2 separate regions of the Zea mays genome follow, and region 2 is linked to region 1. Evidence: chromatin contacts called from public Hi-C data. All regions are on one chromosome and are shown on one strand. Each heading gives the region's core, a stretch centred on a gene start, on an enhancer-like site or on the middle of the called end of the contact. The rest is flanking DNA. Distances are from core to core; before and after follow the strand shown. Region 1 holds the start of LOC100280396. Region 2 holds the start of LOC103650664 (WD repeat-containing protein 48).

The links. Hi-C and Micro-C count contacts between places; a contact is called where the count stands out from the background.
Region 2: a Hi-C map of ear shows a contact between it and region 1, with 4 times the contacts expected there. The contact joins the promoter of LOC103650664 here to the promoter of LOC100280396 in region 1. A contact is called at or near these places in 3 of 25 Hi-C or Micro-C datasets (ear and leaf).

The regions. Positions count from the first base shown.
Region 1 is chr3:143,459,470-143,464,057 of Zm-B73-REFERENCE-NAM-5.0, forward strand. LOC100280396 reads right to left here and starts at 1,727. Exons shown (of 25, transcript NM_001348338.1): 1 at 1,329-1,727; 2 at 117-282. The coding sequence starts at 1,646.
Region 2 is chr3:144,006,307-144,011,426 of Zm-B73-REFERENCE-NAM-5.0, forward strand. LOC103650664 (WD repeat-containing protein 48) reads left to right here and starts at 2,025. Exons shown (of 19, transcript XR_004857203.1): 1 at 2,025-2,482; 2 at 3,126-3,258; 3 at 3,411-3,569; 4 at 5,064-5,120.

The DNA of each region.
Region 1 (4,588 bases), core at 477-2,976:
CGCCCAAGTCGGCCAGCCAGAACGACTAGCAAGTCGTCCGACTTGAAAACATTGGAAATATCAGATTCGAGTGCGCCAATGATGTGAAAAAAGGGGAAGGTTGATAGAAGAATAACCTGGATATACATGAAGCACGGGCTTTCGAGCCTCATCTTGGAGGGTAGACCATGAAACTTTGCGGATTAATTTAGAGCACCTCAAGTTTTTCTCGACGACACAGAGGTAAAGACACCTCTTTGCATGGTACCGGTGATTTAGGAAATCCTTCTCGTGGAAGCATTCCTGTAGTAAATGCATACAAAGCAAATCACACAACAATCTAAAACCAAAATTCTGTTTAATCGCTTCCAAAAACAGCAGTCTTGATTCTAGTTGGAAAGCAAGATAAAAGCATGAGAAGAATCCTCTTGGTAACCATAGCAAGCTCATTTTCCATTAGAATACCCACTACCCAGAGACTTATGAATTCTGAATGGTGCATTCCATGTTAGGCATCTTCACAGCCCTAACATGTTAATTCTGTTTCAAATGACATTGGTGAAATTTGAATCTTTTTTGTAATAGGATATTCAGATGATTTCTTTTGTTAAGGACCAGTCTTTGTAAGCTGGTCACCCCAGCAGACCAGCAGTTGTACCAAACTAGTTGCTGAGAGAACTCTTTTTGGAAAAAGAAAAGATTGATAAAAGGAAGTTACCTTGATTGAACATTGAGGCATCACTTATTCTACTTATAATCTTTCTAACAAACAATATTTTGCTGAGAAGATTTGATTGAACAATTTAGCATAGCTCAGCAGATATATGTCAATCAAATAAAACTAAATGTTTGTGAAGAAGGAAAACTAGTGTCACCTAGAGTAAACGTAGAGAAAATCCATACTTCCCAACAACACTTTCCCTTCAGTTTATTTGAGTATAAGAAGTACAATCGAATATAAGCACCTCTACCGCTGGGATTTGTTTGACAGCAGGCACATTGTACCAAGCAAAAATAAACAAGAACAAAGGCTTCATATCAACTGAAGTAAACAGAAAGAAAATGTTTAACGAACAAGCTGTGCGTTGGACAATAACGTAACCACTACGATGACATTGTTGTTTTAACCGGAAAGCATACATTCTTTATCAGATGACAATCCTGAAAGGTATAAACATAACGCTAGAAATTTGGAATGTAGAATGGACATCGCCCATCTGCCACAGTGGCATAACCACGGCAAAGAATCCCATGAAAAATAAACAACTCCTCTGTTGACGGTAATACAAAACAAGTTACTGGGAGTGAATCAAGCAGGCGATGAGGCGAATGCGAAGAACGCCGCATACCTTTGGCAAGCGTACGAGGAGGTCGGCAGCGACTTCGGGCCTCGCGACCGCGCCGGCCGCGTGGCTCCCGGCGAGACGCACCACCTCCGGCGGACGGAAGGTGAAGGAAAGCTTCTCGGTTTCCAGTCCCAGGTCCCTCAAAAAACCCCGCGCGGCCTCCGGCGTCGCTTGCTGCTGTGGCACCCTCTTGATGAGCTCCGCGACGGCGTCAACGGCCTCGGCGGCGGCGAGCATGGCCGCCGCGCTCGGCCGAGCTTGCTCCACGAGCGCGGAGAGCTTGCGATCGATGGAGTGCTCGGAGGCGACGGTGGCGGCCATGGTTGGCTTCGGTGATCGCCGGCGGGAGGAAAGGCCAGTGCGGTCGCGGGTTTAGGGTTTAGCCATAGCCACGCCTGTTTTGGAATGAGAAATACCACTATAGGGTCCAAAAGGAAAAAGGAAGGCCCATGAATGAAGCACGTGAGGTCCGACTCTTGTATGGTGGGGCGGTCCGGCCCAACAGGAAGAATTTGATTGGACACGTCGGTTTTAGGGCACTCTCTATACTTAGAGCATCTACAAATAGTGTGTTCGGTTTGAGGAATGGAGTGATCCATTTCTTCTCACTCCTCACTTTTTTATTTGGTTTGTGGAATAGAATGGGTTCATCCATCACCACCTCATTCCTCATAAGCTAATAATTAGTATATAGATGAGGAGTGGGTTGATTCCACCAAAATTGATGGAATGAACTTATGATGCATCACCTCATGAAGTATAGAGTGACTCCACAAACCAAACACACTAAAAAGCTCCCCAAAAGTCTCCCCTAAATCTAGTTTTTTGGAAAAAAAATACAAAAACATGTCTCTAACAGTTTCTCTAAAGCGCTCCCAACTTTTTATAACCCTTAAAACTCCCTCATTTGTAGCTACAAATAAAGGGTTTTTTGGGCTTCCCGGAAACAATCTGCCGCTTTAAGAGGTCTGTTGGAGAAATGATTAAAATCTACCTACACTAATTATTTAGATGTCCCTTAAGACTGACTTTGAGGAGTCATTTTCTGGGACCTCTTGGAGATTCTCTTATATATACTACTCTATTAAGAACCTAATATGGCCACCTTGTGCTACACAGCTTCACCCTCACCACACCTAGCGTCCGCAAAAAATAGTGCAAAGCGAGCATTCCAACTCACTCTCTATTCCATAAACTTGGGGCTAACCATCAGACCACACATACATTAGTGTTTAGAAATAAACAATAATTATATTTGTAGTCTAGGCACCGCTCCCACGCTCTCCCGGCTCGTAGCAACGCACGGGCACATGCCTAGTAATCTATTAAAAAATTAATGTGGGCCCACGCTACCACACCGTGCAAAAATAGTGCAAAAAAGTATCACACCCGGGTTTTAGGGACGCAGACGTGAGCATAATCACCAAGTATGCTAGGACCAAGTCTTACACATATGATGAATCATGGTACAGAAACGAACATCACATCTTTACTATATAATAGGAGTTCTATACAAGATAGTTAAATATTTACATCATACGAAGACAACGATCCAGCAACCACAGTTGACTGGGAGACGACGGCCTAGACCACTCACGAACTCATCGCAGCATCATTCATGTGTCTCATCCTGCGGTACCTGTTCTTGACCTGGGGTTATGAGACAGCAAGGGTGAGCTCACATGCATTTATCGCTCGATAAGTCGTGGAGAATAATTTGCATGAACTCGCCACAGGTGGGAGCTAATGTGAAGTATAAGGCTTACCCAAGAGGATGGTTAAAGTTGAGTATTGCTTTTAAAGTTGGTCAAAATTTTATTAGCAGTTACTAAGTATAAGTAGATACCAAACCAGAGTAATAATAGATCAAAAATAATAGTAAACCACAAGGCGATGCAAATGACAAATTGAATTAAATTTCATAAATTAATCATGCAAGAGTCTTGAGCTGCTCATGACCACGAGCTCGGCTAGTATACCAGTTTTACACTCTGCATAGGCGGTACCCTTTACCCACAAGTCATGTTACACATCTGCCACGGGGTTGTACGGGCCCATACACCTCTACCAAGGAAGCGAGGCAGGGTAACACTACGAGGCCTTTACAAAGTTCCACTAGCTTCCGAAAACCCGCTACAGTTCTAGGAAGAGCAATGCAGTAATCCCCCGTCTGACCGCCATCACAGCAAAATCAACCCGGAAACCTCCCTACACCCCTACTCCCCTACTGCCCTTGCCCTTTCGGGTAAGGTAGTCTTGAACTAGCTTTCCTAGTTAGTCAGCCAAGGGCGTCCCATTCCACCCTTGTGGCGGCACGTGTTTCTCAAGTTAAGCTTGATATTCCAATTAGTATAATGATCTTGTCACGAACAATAAGTAAAACAACAATATAATTGGAACATGATCATAATGTAATATTAATCCTAAAACCATATAGAGCAATAGCAAAGACTACCCAAAAGTTCAAGGATAAACAAGGTGTAATGATGGCCAAACTAGGTGATCTATTGGGTCCCATCAAAATTAAGTCTATGCATGGTAAAATAATTATAAAGAACATAAATGGGTAAATAAAAGTGATCAACGGCACAACTTACCTGGGACTTGAGATTCTAGGTACCAGGATGATCTTCAGATTTTCGTGACCTCACTGTTATTCGTAGCAATACAAACAAACAGTGTAGAGGCAAAATTAACAACACACAAAACATAAGCACAAACTACATAATAATATTCTACATGTCGTAACGAGATCGTGGGCTCGAGAATTATTAATTTCGAAGTTACGATTATACAGATATGATTTTCTAAAGTATTAGGTGATTAAATAGTGAAAATATATATTCTACGTTGATTAATACTCAGCAGGTGCGAAAATATCACAAAGAAATAGCCCATTCAATATTAGTCTAAGCTATAACTTGATTATAGATATTTTAGTCAAGTTATAGATGGTTCGAATTAACCTGTTACATTAATCTTTAGATTAGAGGAGTTACTTTAATGAACATGGATTAAACAAATTATTTATTTATTTATTTTAACAACATGTTGCATGATAAAATAATGTTACAAAAGTGTAGGTTATAATATTACGAAGTTAATGCAACTGGAATGGGTTGATTTGGAGTTGAAACAAAGAAATTGTGGATTTATAAAGTTTTCTAGAATTGTTTCTACATTATAAATCACTTTCCATATATTTTATAATCCATTTCCCTGTTTTGTCGCAACTAAGGGTGGCGGCCACTAATAGTTAAGAG
Region 2 (5,120 bases), core at 775-3,274, 550 kb after region 1:
ACATGCAAGTTAGCTTGGCTAGCGAGATTTGCTAGCCAAATTTAGCTAGTGAGAGAGTCAATTTAGAGAGCCGGATAGATTGTCAAATTAAATGGCTAGCCTGTTGGAGAGCTATTTTGCTATTAAGTAGCTAAAATTTAGTTTGACAAGCTATTTAGCTAGTCTCTTAGAGATGCTCTAATAAAATTGGTAATTGACTCTACCAAAAGTTGTCGTAGAAAATTATTGAATAACGTTTTGCTTAGTATATTATATATTTATATTTATATCTATAACTCTATGTAATTAACTACTTTAGGGCTTTCGGTTACGTCTGGACCGAAGAAGATTAAATGACATTCTATTTAAATATGAACATGAGTGAATTTAATCTCTTCTAATTCCACTTAATCCACTCCTAACCGAACAAGCCTTTAAACTTTGCAAAACTCATCCAACCAAATTACTCACACATCTGTAACCTGCACTAAATCCATCAAACAAATTGCGGTTAAACTTAACACCGCAAAAATCAATAGTTTAGATCGTTGGATAACTCATCTCTTTTACTTTCTCAAAACTAATGAATAATATTATTTAGGCCTTGTTTGGATCCACCTAGTTTCTTAGAAACCGATTTTTTTAAAAAAAACCAGAAAAGTCTCCAAACATATCAGTTTTTTATTCAGTTTCAAAAAATTAGTTTCTTAGAAAACAAGAAGTTGGTCTCTCCAGGTAAAACTAGTTTATAAGAATCTAGGTGGATCCAAATACCTTATCATAATCTTTTTTCCTTCTAAAAGTCGGTTTCTAGAAACCAATTAAAAAAACTTGGATCCAAACATAACCTTAGATCATCTCTCATCCTCCATGACTCCCTCTGTGACCTGACGACCCCAGCCTCCAAGCGACACCGCTGCCCCCTTCTCCTCCCCACACTCACGTTGCTATAGTTGTCGACTCCTTCCCTCCCCAGGATCGTAATGTTAGCACAAATTATATGCTTTCATAATGTTACGAGTATAAATTACAGTTTTCTAAAAAGTTGTGATGACATGTTTTGTTACACAAAATGACAAAATGCTATACACAGAACTTATGCATATAAACATTATAACTTTTGAAAAAAGCGAAAAGTTGCATACACATTTTCTTTTCAAAAAAGGGATTATATAATTGTTCGTTTGTTTTTTCATCCCTGATTAGTGATTAATATAGCTCCGCTTTAGGGCTGATTTCGTGACCAGATAAATGGAGGAATCCCCTTATTATTTAATTGAATAGCAAAAGAATTCTTCTCATGGATCCTTTTACTTCTCTAGTCACCAAACAACCCTTAGAGATGATAATGGCCTCAGAAGAAACTTTCCTTTGTGTTTAATTTGATAGGAAAACCATTGGAAAAAAATCCACTCATACCTCATGTTTTGGTTTCCTGTGTTTCTTCTGCAGTTCAGCCAAACACCTATTCCTACAAGCTTTCTTTGTTTTTTCATTCATCTATTCTGCATATGCATTCCAATCTTATACATGTGTCTTTTCTATTCCTATAGTTTTTTGAAATATACGTTCCAAAAATCCCCTAAAGTTAGAAAAGTAACTGGGCTGCATGGAATCCCTAAAGTTGAGAAAAGTAACTGGGTTACATGTGCGTGTGCGAGCTTGCATCGATGCATACCGGTAACCAATCACAAGCACGTATGCTGCCAACACATTTGGTGAGCCTGAACGGCTCGACAACCAAACACGCCAATAGAAAAACAAGAATGAAGAAGAAAGAAAACAAGAATGAAGAAGAAACGTCCCTCACAAATGTTCATAGAATTCCTGTGATTTTTCCGTTCCGTTGACAAAGAGCTCCGTTGCCATCCCTACCTCGCTCTCCGTTTCGGTATTGTCCAGTTGGAGCAGAAGCAAGCTGACACCGAAGTTCATGATTTGGGGCTTATTTGGTTGTGAGAGTGGTATAGTTGCCTGAGCCAGACATCATTACATGCCATCGATTCTGAGTATGTAGCGGCTAAAATGTTATGTTTGGAAGAGCTCCAACCAAACAAGCCTCTGCTTGACCAGAGTCCCGGCCCGTGCACACCCAACCCATCCAGCTCGGCCGAGACGAGCTCAAGTTCATCCAGACCACGAAGTGACGTCACTCAAGCTTCCCCGGGCCCGGCCCGGCCCGGCCCACCCAGTCATAGCCAACTACACGACACAACCTGCCTTCCTTGGTTCCTCCACCCCGTCCTCCCCTGTCCCGTCGCGTCAGCCACTCGCCGCGGCCAACTACCGCCGCCGCTGTTGCAGCCGCCCATCTGCTTCCATCGCGTCGCGGAGGCCGCTCGCTTCGCCGCCGCACGCTCCGCTCTTCCGGTGCCCTCCTCCGGGACCCTCGGCCACGCCGCGTCGCCTTAAACCCTAGATCTGCGCTCCCCGCCCCCGCGCTGGCCGCGGCCGCGTACTGACGCCGGCACGCTGCCGATCTCCATACGTCGCTCGATCCCAGGTGACGATCGGTTGCTTTCTGTGGACTGGGTACCGTGGTCACGCTGCTTAGTTCAGCTTAAAGCCTTAAACAACTGATCGAACCATCTCCACTGTTTTGAATCACCGCTGTTACCGATTAATGGCTTGATTGGTGCCGAGTTTTATTTGGATGGTGCTCGGCTTCCTACTTGGGCGCACGTGTGAGCCAGTGTTGCAGCGGTTGTAGAATGTTGACCTGATTCTCTAATTGGGATGCCAGTGTTGTAGACACAGACTTAGACTGATGTGCCTTTTGCGTTGAACTGCTCATTGAACTGATACCCCCGATTCCGTAGTTTAACTGGTTTGTTTGGATACACGTGTGATTTTTCTCTGCTGATAAATTTTAGGAAATGTTGTTTTTGGCATTGAGTGTTCTTATTAATATATGGGGGGCATAGTGTCTACCTTCCGTTATTTTGATTTCTCAGTTGCCGCGTTTCACACGAAGGGCAGTCATGCGTGTCACATGAAGGGTGGTCACATGATTTTGCAGCATAACACTACTACATGTTGGACCTTCTGTATCTATACACAAATTTTCCTATTAGATACTTGCTGAAACCATACTAGCTATTTTGTGATCTTAGTGCCCTTATGAAATATTTATCATTACTTTGTAGGTTTAGCTGCTTCGAATTTAGATAAGTTTCTTCCATGCATCGTGTTGGAAGTGCTGGTAACACGGCTGGCTCGACTCGACCGAGAAAGGAGAAGCGCTTCACATATGTGCTCAATGATGCTGATGATAAAAAGGTATGTTATATATTAAAATAAGCGACCGTTGTTAGCTCTTTCTGTGTTTTCCCTTTAAATCCAGCTGTTCCTAGGTCTTCTATATGCATTTGAAACAATCCATATTTCACTCAACGGTCTTGCTAATGCATTTATTTCTGTTTGTTTTTCAGCATTGTGCAGGAATCAATTGCATGGCTTATCTAAATGGTTCTACATTTAGTACAAGTGATTACCTTTTTAGCGGGAGTCGTGATGGTACCTTGAAAAGATGGGAATTAAATAATGGGGATGCAAGTTTCTCAGCAACTTTTGAGTCTCATGTTGATTGGGTATGCCTTTTTCTGTCTTCACTCAAGTAGACTTGATGTTTGAAACAGCAACCAGTGCTTGAACTATCCATTGCGTTTATAAATTTAGTATGTTTCTTTCAAATGTTCTCTCTGAATTAGGCCTATCACATCCATTCCTCCATCTATATATTTAACATGTTGTGTGAGGTCTACTATTTGGATCCAAAGCTTAGCACATTTGGTCTAGTGTCCAACTGTCCATGTATTTTACCGTCATAATTTTAATTGACATTTGAGTTCATTTTATTAACAGACAATTAGATTGATATATTCAAGTTGGTTTCCATAACATTTTGAGTTCATTTTATTAACAGACATTTAGATTGATATATGATATATCCAAGTTGGTTTCCATCATTTTCTGCCCCTTCTTATTTCCTTGTTTTTTTTTCTGTTCTTAGTTGTAATGTTTAAATCAGTGCACCACTAGCTTATTTTGACAAAAAGTTGACAGAAGGGCTGATGTCAAAGTCATGGTTTAAAAGGCGTCGCCTAGGCATCCAGGCGCCCAAATCTATTAGGTGTCGGCGTCGCCTTGGCTGAGATGGGCATGACGTCCGCCTAGGCGTGCTAGGCGTCCGTTTTGACCACCCGGCGTGCGCCTTATGCCTAGAGAAATCTGGCACGCGGCTGGCGGGACTTCCCTTTCTGGCGCGGGACTTCCCTTTCATGCACGGGAATAGAAAAGGAAGGGAGAAATTAGGGAAGAGGAGAGGTGTCCGTGACCGTGAGAAACTGAGAACAGCCGCACACACGTTCTTGAGGTTCGGCGGCGGCGCGTCCTTCAGATTCAGCGGCTTCGTGCCCTTGGCGGACGCTGAGGCTGCCATTGGCAGGCACTGAGGACCCAGGTGGGTGTGCAGCATTGGGCAGACACCGGCACAGGCAGACACCGGCATGGCCGCGTGGGCGGACATCGAGGCGGCCGGTACCCCTGCTTCTTCTCCTTTCCTCCACTGCTTCAATCTATACTGGTGTCTGCTTCAATCTCCCCTGGCCTGCTGCAATCTCCTGTCTCCTTTCAAGTCTTAACTCTTAACGCCCTGCTTCCTCTCCTCTTATCTCCCTGATCCATGCTTCTATAATCTGTGCAAAACTGTAGAGTGCTTCTATAGTTGGCTGTATGGCGTCGCCTAGGCGTCCAGGCGGTGGCTGAGCGCCTAGGCCCGCCTTACCGCCTTTTAAACCATGGTCAAAGCAGGACTGCAAATTATATTTTCTTTGGCATATTTGCTAGATGCTCTGTTTCTTTTTTAGAACAAAACAACGTAACATGGAAAGAAGAGTAGTCGAATGCTTTAGAATTAGTAGTTATCTGTGTCCTGATATGCCTGGAAATTTGGGAAGGTGGTGGCAGTGTATTTTAGATATAGCTCACTGGGAGTTTGAAACTAACACTTAATTTCTCTTTGTAAGCGGAATAGTAGTACGATTGGGTGTATTATATTGTTCAACCTTTTCTTTATTGTGCAGGTTAATGATGCCATTATAGTTGGAGAAAAGCTTGTTTCCTGTTCCTCAGACACCACA